2 separate regions of the Danio rerio genome follow, and region 2 is linked to region 1. The links are chromatin contacts, called in public Micro-C maps. All regions are on one chromosome and are shown on one strand. The core of a region is the stretch at or near the end of the contact, and the rest is flanking DNA. Distances in the headings are between cores, read along the strand shown. Region 1 holds the start of eif4e1c (eukaryotic translation initiation factor 4E family member 1c). Region 2 holds the start of si:ch211-198a12.6.

Evidence for each region. A called contact is a pair of places that touch in the nucleus more often than the background predicts.
Region 2: a contact with region 1 is called in a Micro-C map of caudal fin, with 8 times the contacts expected there. The contact joins the promoter of si:ch211-198a12.6 here to the promoter of eif4e1c in region 1. A contact is called at or near these places in 2 of 18 Hi-C or Micro-C datasets (caudal fin and an unstated tissue) and 1 of 4 datasets of contacts at active chromatin or transcription factors (gastrula embryo).

What each region holds. Positions count from the first base shown.
Region 1 is chr13:20,276,798-20,281,662 of GRCz12tu, forward strand. eif4e1c (eukaryotic translation initiation factor 4E family member 1c) reads left to right here and starts at 3,461. Exons shown (of 7, transcript NM_001017851.2): 1 at 3,461-3,528. The coding sequence starts at 3,511.
Region 2 is chr13:20,464,660-20,469,156 of GRCz12tu, forward strand. It overlaps si:ch211-198a12.6, which reads left to right and starts at 3,165. Exons shown (of 2, transcript NM_001145579.1): 1 at 3,165-3,310.

The DNA.
Region 1 (4,865 bases), core at 2,211-4,710:
TGCCCTTCCAGCTGTATCCCAGTAATGGAAAACATCCATACACACACACATACACCACCACCTTTCATTCATTCATTCATTTTTTTGTCGGCTTAGTCCCTTTATTAATCCGGGGTCGCCACAGCGGAATAAACCGCCGACTTATCCGGCAAGTTTTTACGCAGCGGATGCCCTTCCAGCCGCAACCCATCTCTGGGAAACATCCACACACACATTACGGACAATTTAGCCTACCCAATTCACCTGTACCACATGTCTTTGGACTGTGGGGGAAACCGGAGAACCCGGAGGAAACCCACGCGAAGGCAGGGAGAACATGCAAACTCTACACAGAAACGCCAACTGAGCCGAGGTTCGAACCAGCGACCCAGCAACCTTCTTGCTGTGAGGCGACAGCACTACCTACAGCGCCACTGCCTCGCCACACTACCACCTATTTGGTGTATTCAATTCACCCATAGTGCATGTCATTGAACTGTGGGGGAAACCAGAGCACTTGGAGGAAACTCACGCCAACACGAGGAGAACATCCAAACTCCACACAGAAATACCAACTGACCCAGGCAGCACTTGAACCAGCAACCTCCTTGCATTGAGGCGACAGTGCTAACCACTGAGTCACCATTGTCAAAATCACTCTCTCACCTTCACCTTATTCTCTGCTTTATCAAGAGTCACCACAGCGAAAAAAAATCATCAACTACAGCTGCAACCTAATATTGAGAGTACAAGCCTCGGTGATGGGAAACACACACTATGGTTAATTTTGTTTGTCTAATTCACAGAACACCACGCAGAGGACATCCAAACTCCGTACAGAAAGACTTCCTGATTACCCGGGACACGAACCAGCGACCTTCTTGCTGTGAGGCAAACACTCAGTCAAAAAATGTTCAGTCATCTAGCACATCTTATATTAATGTAAAATTGAAACAAGATATTATTATCTGGACATAATGATCAAAACTTCTTAAATTGAAATGAAAATGAATACATCTGAACAGAAAACCATAGAGACAGTTCACCCCAAAACACCATTTGATCACCGGCACCGCACTGATCTATAATAGAGCACATATTATATATCATTCAATATAGATTAGTAGCTCACTCTCAATTGGTTCCAAACCTTTATGAGTTTTTTAAACCCAAAATAAGATATTGTGAAGAAAGCTGAAAACCTGTAACCACTTACTTCAATAGTATGAAAACAAAACAAATACTATGGGAGTCAATGGTTACAGGTTTCCAACTATTTTACAATATCTTCTTTTATGTTTAACAGAAGAAAGAAAACCTGAACATTTGAAACGTAAAGAGTGAATATATGACGAAATATTTTACATTTTTAGTTGATCTATCCTTCTAAATGAGTCTAATATGGTCTAATGATTAGTTAATATTGTTTTTATCTAAACTAAATAACATCTAATAGGCGTCCTTTGTAAATTGTGATGAAATTGTATATAGATAGTGTTTTGTTTTGAAAAAAACAAAACAAAAATAAATGAACACATTTATACCATATATACAGTTGAAGTCAGAATTATGAGCCCAGTTCATTTTTCCCTAATTTCTGTTTAACGGTATAAGAAGATTTCTTCAACACATTTATAAACATCATAGTTTTATTAACTCATTTCTAATAACTGATTTATTTTATCTTTCTATGATGACAGTAAATAATATTTTACTAGATATTTTTCAAGACACTTAAAGTGAAATTTAAAGGCTTAACTAGGTTAATTAGATTAACTAGGCAGGTTAGGGGAATAAGGCAAGTTATTGTATAATGATGGTTTGTTCTGTAGACTATCAAAAATATATAGCTTAAAGAGGCTAATAATTTTGACCTCAAAATGTTTGTTGAAAAAAATAAAAACTGCTTTTATTCTAGCCAAAATAAAACAAAACACTTTCTCCAGAAGAAAAAAATAAGATCAGAAATACTGTGACAATTTCCTTTATCTGTTAAACATAATTTGGGATAGGTTTTGAGTAAACCTTTATTTATAAATAAATAAATAAATAAATAAATAAATAAAAGGTATATTGCTTTTTTTTTCTTGACTCTTGAAACCATTTTGTGTATTTGACCGAAATTGTACAGTCACATTAAGTCTAAAGTTTAAAGGTCCCAAAATCAAAGTGCAAATTGTATTTTGTTTAAATAGAAAATTACTAAAGCTAAACACTCACTGTATTTTCTTAATATTAGTAGTGCTTCATATTGTTGTAATCAAAAATGTATGTTTTATTTAATCTATTAATTATTATTATAATTATTATTTTTAATATTATTATTATCAATAAACATTTATAATTTGTTGCTATTATTACTACATTCATAATTGTTTATGTAAAATTTATATATATATATATATATATATATATATATATATATATATATATATATATATATATATATATATATATATATATATATATATATATATATATATATATAATTCTCTATTCCCCTAAAATCTCAAAATACTATATATGGTAGTCAAAGGTTTCCAACGATTTAAAAATATCTTCTTCTGTGTTTAACAGTAGAAGGAAACCATAAATGTTTGAAACAAGTAAAGGGTGAATGGATGATGACATATTTGACATTATTAGTTGATCTATTCCTCTAAACAAGTCTAATATGTTGTCAAATGATTATTGTTCTGATATAATATTGTTTGTATATAAACAGAACAACATCTAGTAGGTGTCCTTTGTAAATTGTGATAAAAATTGCATATAGATGGTCTTTGGTTTTGCTAAAAAAAACACATTTATACAGCATAGTTGAAGTCAGAATTATTAGCCCCCTGAATTATTAGACCCCGTTTACTTTTCCCCAATTTCAGTTTAACAGAGAAGATTTTATCAACACATTTCTCAACATAATAGTTTGTTCTGTATACTATTGAAATAAATATAGCTTAAAGGGGCTAATAATTAATTAAAATACATTTATACAACATATATGCTAGATTTTGAGGAAATGAATAAATTAAAGGTATATTGCATTATTTTTTTTTCTTGATCATTGAAAACCACTTTGTGTCTTTGACCTAAATTGTAAATATAGTTAAGTCATGTTTCTAAAGATCCTAAAATCAAAGTGCAAATTGTATTTTGTTTAAATAAAAAATTACTGAAGTTAAACACTCACTGTATTGTTTTCTAAATAATAGTAGTGTTTATCATTGTTGCAATCAAACCTTATGTTTAATTTAATCTATTGATTATTATTATTATTATTATGATCAAATATTATAATTTGTTGTTGTTGTTTTAATACAGTTATAATTTATCTATATAAAAATGATATGTATAAATTGCTATTATCAAAAAAAATCTCGAAACTCTTAAAATAAATAGACGCATCTTCATCGTTTGTGTGTAGCGCATCCCTTGCGTTAAACGTGCGTGAGCCCCGTCAGCTTCCGTAGATTCTCGAGCGCGTGCGTGACGCAGCAGCGTCCAACGGTCAGAAGAATTTTCACAGGCAAGATGGCGACTTCGGAGCCGGTAAGAGGGATCGGGCTTGGTTCATTTAGGGCTTCCCAGCTGCCAGAAATGGTAAACCGTTGTCTGCTGTGTTGTCTACGGGACATGTTTAAGCAGTGAGCGGTGGCGTTAGAAGCTGGGGGTGTCTTTGCGGCGTTTAGCGGTTTTTCGGGGCGGCTCTGCTGCTGGTGACTTTAGAGACTGGGAGGGTCCGGACAACGACAATTCATCAGTCCCAACACCCGCTAACGGCTCATTTCACTCCAGTGGAGCGATACCAACCGGGTTTTGAGGCAGATGGTGTCGGCTTTTCTGTCGTCTCGACGTGATGCGACCATCTCTCCAGACATCTGGACACGTGTGTTCGTTGCTAACTGTGTTCGGCTAGCGTGCTCAGCCGTGTCAGCTTGATACGTTTCGATATTCAATATTTCAATTAAACTTGACCCTTCAGAGTGCACGGGTTCATTACAATGGAGTTTAATTTAACGAATATCACTGAAGTCATTGATCGCTGAATTAAGTCCGCATGTGTTTAGAGCAGTCTGTACCGTGGCGGACAGTAGAGGGTGTATGACTCCAAATTGAACTGGAAATTATACTTGCCGACTAACGTTATAGTGTGTGTGTGTGATCTGCAGTGTACTAGAACATGCTGTAATCTAGCTAGTTGTCTTGGTAACGGAGCTCAGGGTCCCGTCAAGTCTGATCAGGTATTCCGGGGATTTAGTAGTATTGAGTATTTAGTAGTATTGAACTAAATAGGTTGCAGTTGCAACATCTGTTTCATCCAGTATGTTTTCTGTTAACGTTTACCAAAACAAAGATGATTGATTTGTCCAAGATGCCCTTTAGCAGTGACGATGACAGATGCTGTATGTCACTATGGTTGAGATTGAGGTAAAGTTGGTTTTGTTATGTTATTTCTAATAGGGCAATCGTATTAGCAGCCAATGACTATCAAAGTACAAGATTGTTCACAGTCAAATATATAGTGCTAATTTTGTTTTCAAGATAGAGGTAAAGTTGGTTTTATATTCGCACATTCGTTCATTTAGAAGTCTCCATATTGCTTACCAGTTACTTTGAATATTCAATCGGAATTAACATTTATGACTTAACATTAACACTATCTTATTGACTGTGAACAATGTTGAACTTTGATAGTCATTGGCTGCTTATTTGATTTCCCTATTTAGAATTTGCAAAGAATACTTGTCAAAAATGATGTTATTAAGGAAAGTGTCTGAATATCTAAATATAAAACCAACTTTACCTCCATGTTTTCAAGTCATACTTGCATGCCATTTCAGACCGAAAATTCAAAGTAACATGGTAAACATTATAGACAGTTAAAT
Region 2 (4,497 bases), core at 1,915-4,414, 190 kb after region 1:
GCCAGCAGGGGGTGCTTAACCTGCAGTCTGAATGGGTCCTAATGCCCCAATAAAAGTGAAGGGGACACCATGCTGTCAGTGTGTGTCGTGGGTGAGACGTCAAACCAGGGGTGGGCAAACTCCCCTGGAGGGCCAATGTCCTGCACAATTTAGCTTGAACTCTAATCAACACACCTGCAAATAGATTTCTATCTATTGCCGCAGTCACACTAGAGTTTGAGCTTGCAAAAGTCTGTCGTACAGAACTTCGAAAAGGGGCGGGATCAAACAAGACGATTAGACATTTAAAAAAACGAGCGATTGGTCCATGTTTTAAATTTCTGTCCAGAAAGGTCTTGTTTTGATCCTGATTGGTCTCTCACAATCAAGTGATGCGATTTCACAGATCAGAGTCCACCAAGCCTAATCTTTCCAATGCAGCGAACTGCAAAACTTCCAACTGCAAAATTTTCCAGTCTGACACATTCGCGTGCGTATGAATGGAAGTTTATTGGGAGAAAAGTCCAGTGTGACCGCAGCTTATCTCGAATACACTGATTAGCATATTTAAGTGTGTTTGCTTGATTGATTGACTCTCTGTGGTCATAAAAAATCCCATGGCACTTCTTGTAAAGAGCAGGGCTGTAATCTGGTGTCCTGGCCAAATTTTCTCCATCTGCCCTTAACCATCATGGCCTCCCAATCGAGTGTGATACACTATACATGTCGTCACCTTTGAATTTAAGTTAGGTTCTATCTGACATTTTTGTCAAAATTGAGTTATTTGCATATTCTTATTAAATGACAACTTATTTACATTATGGGATGTTGTTTACATGTTAAAATTTTTATTCCAAAAACAAATGTTACACACATACTGTTTGCAATGGAATGCAAAAGCATTAAAGATCAATATCTCAAAATCATTCAGAATGCAGATAGAACCTTATAATTCCAAGGTGGCGATGTGCTATATAAATAGGCCTACACATTACAATACTTTGCAGATGAATAGGCAAATACTCATATGAATTCATCAAAATGTCACTTGTAGTGTTGTCAGTTGACTTAACACTACACTACTTAACACTACTAATCCAGCATTCAAACATGAAGGTGTGACAAGTTAGCCATAGCACAATTTTGAAGATCATATGAAATAGCATTAAACTCAGCACAAGTATTCATCTATTTTATATTCATTTTAAAGCTACACACAGTTTGATTCGCTGCAGCAGGGGCTGACGTGAGAGATGCTCTACAGGTTCAGGCAGGAACTCAACAGATGGGGTTACTGAATGACAAGTATTGAATGATGGCTCACTGTGTCATGTTTCATTCAGCCTCACTGGTAGAGAACAAAGGCTAAAGCCACTCTGTTTTCAAAAAAATAAATACAGCATGCACAGACACACTGTAAGCTACAAACCACTGTTATTTGTCAGATCATTTACACTGATTCTCTGTTAAATGTTGCCATTTTGGCTCATTCTTGGAACTCCATATAGCCTATTTAAAATTGCTAAAGTCTAACTAAAATAAGCTTTAAAAAGACGTTTAAAATCAAAGTCTGGTGATTTTTCTTTATTAAAAACATACTTATCAATGTTATATTTATCTTTAACCTGTTATTTTCCCTCGAATGCTCATCAAGCAATGGAGCATACTTTGTTGCCCCAAAACGTTTTAAGCAGTGAAAGGGCGCCTCCCAGTGCTTCTTGATTACAATATTTGAGGAAGGTTTGAGGAAGCCATTTGCTAAAGATGACCACCAATCTATCAACTCCATCTTTTAGAAGCAGCCTTAGAAATTACTTCTTCCTTAAAAGATATGCTATAGCTTTGGTGGCAGCACATCCTTGCCAGCACAAGATGTGATGTCTATCTTTACAATAAATTCTGTAATTTTCACACAGAAATGTTTATTTTTTTTATGTCAGCTGAGCTACCCATGAAACTTCTCACTGTCACATGAGGAGTGTGAACTATAAGTTTAAACTACTGATAGGTCATCTTGAGGTCAGGCCAGGTCAAGTACATTGTGAACATCTCTTTGAATTCTGTGCTCACCACAAAGTGCATTCCTTTCTTTTGGGTATGCTGCCACACTATACTTTTATGTGAGAAATGTAAATGTTGGGAAAACATTTTTTATTTAAATAAAGACTTTTTTACAATTTCTTTACTGGGACTAAGTCGAGGTGGGTAAACGTGCTTTTAAATCAGACAAGTATTTTGGTAATGTAAAAATGCAGAATGTGTGCTGTGAGATTGGGTATATAGGGGTAGGGGAGATAAAATATACAGTCTATACATTAGAAATATCATTAAGTCTATCAAGAGTCCCCACCGGGATAGTGTGTGTGTGTTTTGTTGTCTGTTTTTTTCCCTTGCTCCCCAGCATTATTATTATTTTATATATCAGGCGACACAGTGGCACAGTAGGTAGTGCTGTCGCCTCACAGCAAGAAGGTCACTGGTTTGAGCCTCGGCTGGGTCAGTTGGTGTTTCTGTGTTGGAGTTTGCATGCTCTTGCAAAATGAATGAATGAATTATATATATATATGCATTATTAAATTATTAACTAGCAATGTATGATATTCAATCTAAAATGTTACAAAATTGTTTAATGTTATTTCAGTTTATAATCAATCTTATGAAAATTAACCATGATTTCACTACAAATATAGGTTTTAATGTCTCTTAAACCATGGTAAACACAAATTAACCAGTTTTGCTACACTAGCCTTAAGTATAAGCCATTAAGCCTATGTTTACAAAAACCATGGAGATTTTAATATTAGCCAAATGTAAAATATATTAGGCCTAAACAATATAAAGGATATGCAAATATAATATTATCCGTTAAACATGTATCAACGAACGAATAGCTTAGGCTAAATGTAAAATCAGCTTAAAGTGTTAGTCTGTTTTTAATTATGTGGTTCTTATAGCTTTTCTGGGTACAAATGATTATCAAAATAAGCACTCTAAAATACATATAATAAAATAATTTGGTTGCAATTTGAGTAACATTGAATTTCAAATAAGATGTCTGAAAGTATGCCCTTTGTTAAAATCCCTTTCTGCCAGTCCGACAGAGAGCGGTCGAGCGCTTGTTTCTTCAACTGCTTTGTTTTTTGCTCATGCGCTCCAGCACAGTTGGCGCCAGATGATCCGCGGCGCCATCCCGCTACGTACCGACGGAGGGAGGGAGAGAGAAAGAGTGACAGAAAGCAAACCGCAGGCAGGCAGTACAGACGCAACAGAAGGAAGATCTGCAGGCCTTTGACCACCGCAGATCACTAAAGAGCCTTTAAAGGGCAAAGAGGTCGGATGAATGTTTTTTTTTATTATTTAAATACGTTTAATCTGCAAACGATTAATGTTTATGTGTGTTTGTGTTTTTGATACCTTTGCTAGTTAACTTAGCTGGCTAACTAGCCTGCTATATGATACAATTATGTTATTTGATTTACGTAACGCGATACGACAGGATATACGTTGAGTTTATACCAGTTGTATGAATATTTTGCGATAAATTGCGCTTGTTTTGCGTTACTGATGAGCTGTGAACGTCACGGAGTTCGGAGGTGTTTAGTAGCAATGGCGGCTGCGGAGCGTCTGCTAGTGTTCGGCTAGCGAGGCAGCTTAGCAGGACGACGGGCCATGTTTGTTTCGCGCAGCTAAAAATGGGCTAGGGCTATAGCATGATAAGCTCAGCTTATAGCCACGCTATGCTCATGTCAACTGATTTGAATGATTTCAAAATGAGCGTAAACCCTCCAAAATGCTTAGAGCATTTGTTCGGTTTCTTTTTAAGTCGACGCCACAAAACAAAAACGCGTTATGTAAGAAGGGGGGCGCCTTTCCCGGGCTTTCACGAATAGCGTACAACTCCCATTAGCCAGTAACTCGAGCTGTTTGCCTTGTTTGTGTGTTGATTATCTTGAGCTTGTTTTGCTATGACAACACATTTGTCCTGCGAGCAGTAAAATAAATCAACGAACATGACCTAGTTTATTTGCATTTGCTCACGTCGCGTGTTGACTCTGCGTGCCTGTACGAGGGGCGGAAGCTAGTCGCGGCGGCCATTTTACAGCTAGTTAGCTCTTCCAACCTCTGGCACACAAGATGCCCACCGGTAAACGCGTAGTATTTCTTTAAGTGTACTACTTTTAACAGTTTCTACGTAATTCAAAAGCCACCCAGACGTCTTTATGTGCCAGAAATATTCGCTGTGAAATTCTGAATTGAAGGCAGACAGTCAGGATTTAAATTCATTTTCATTTTATGTTGGAGCTACAGTGCTAGTTAGCCAGCTAGTTAGCTTCCCTGAGCATGTATTATCAGCTAACTAGCAGCTATTTAGCCAGCTAATCTAGCCAACACTGACAGTTGTGTATGTGCAAGTTGTAAACATAAATTTTTGTTACGTGTATTTGACAATTGAGTGAGTTGTTCATTTGTCTTTAGAAAATGTAATGTATTGTTCACTTGTTCATGTATCCACAGCCT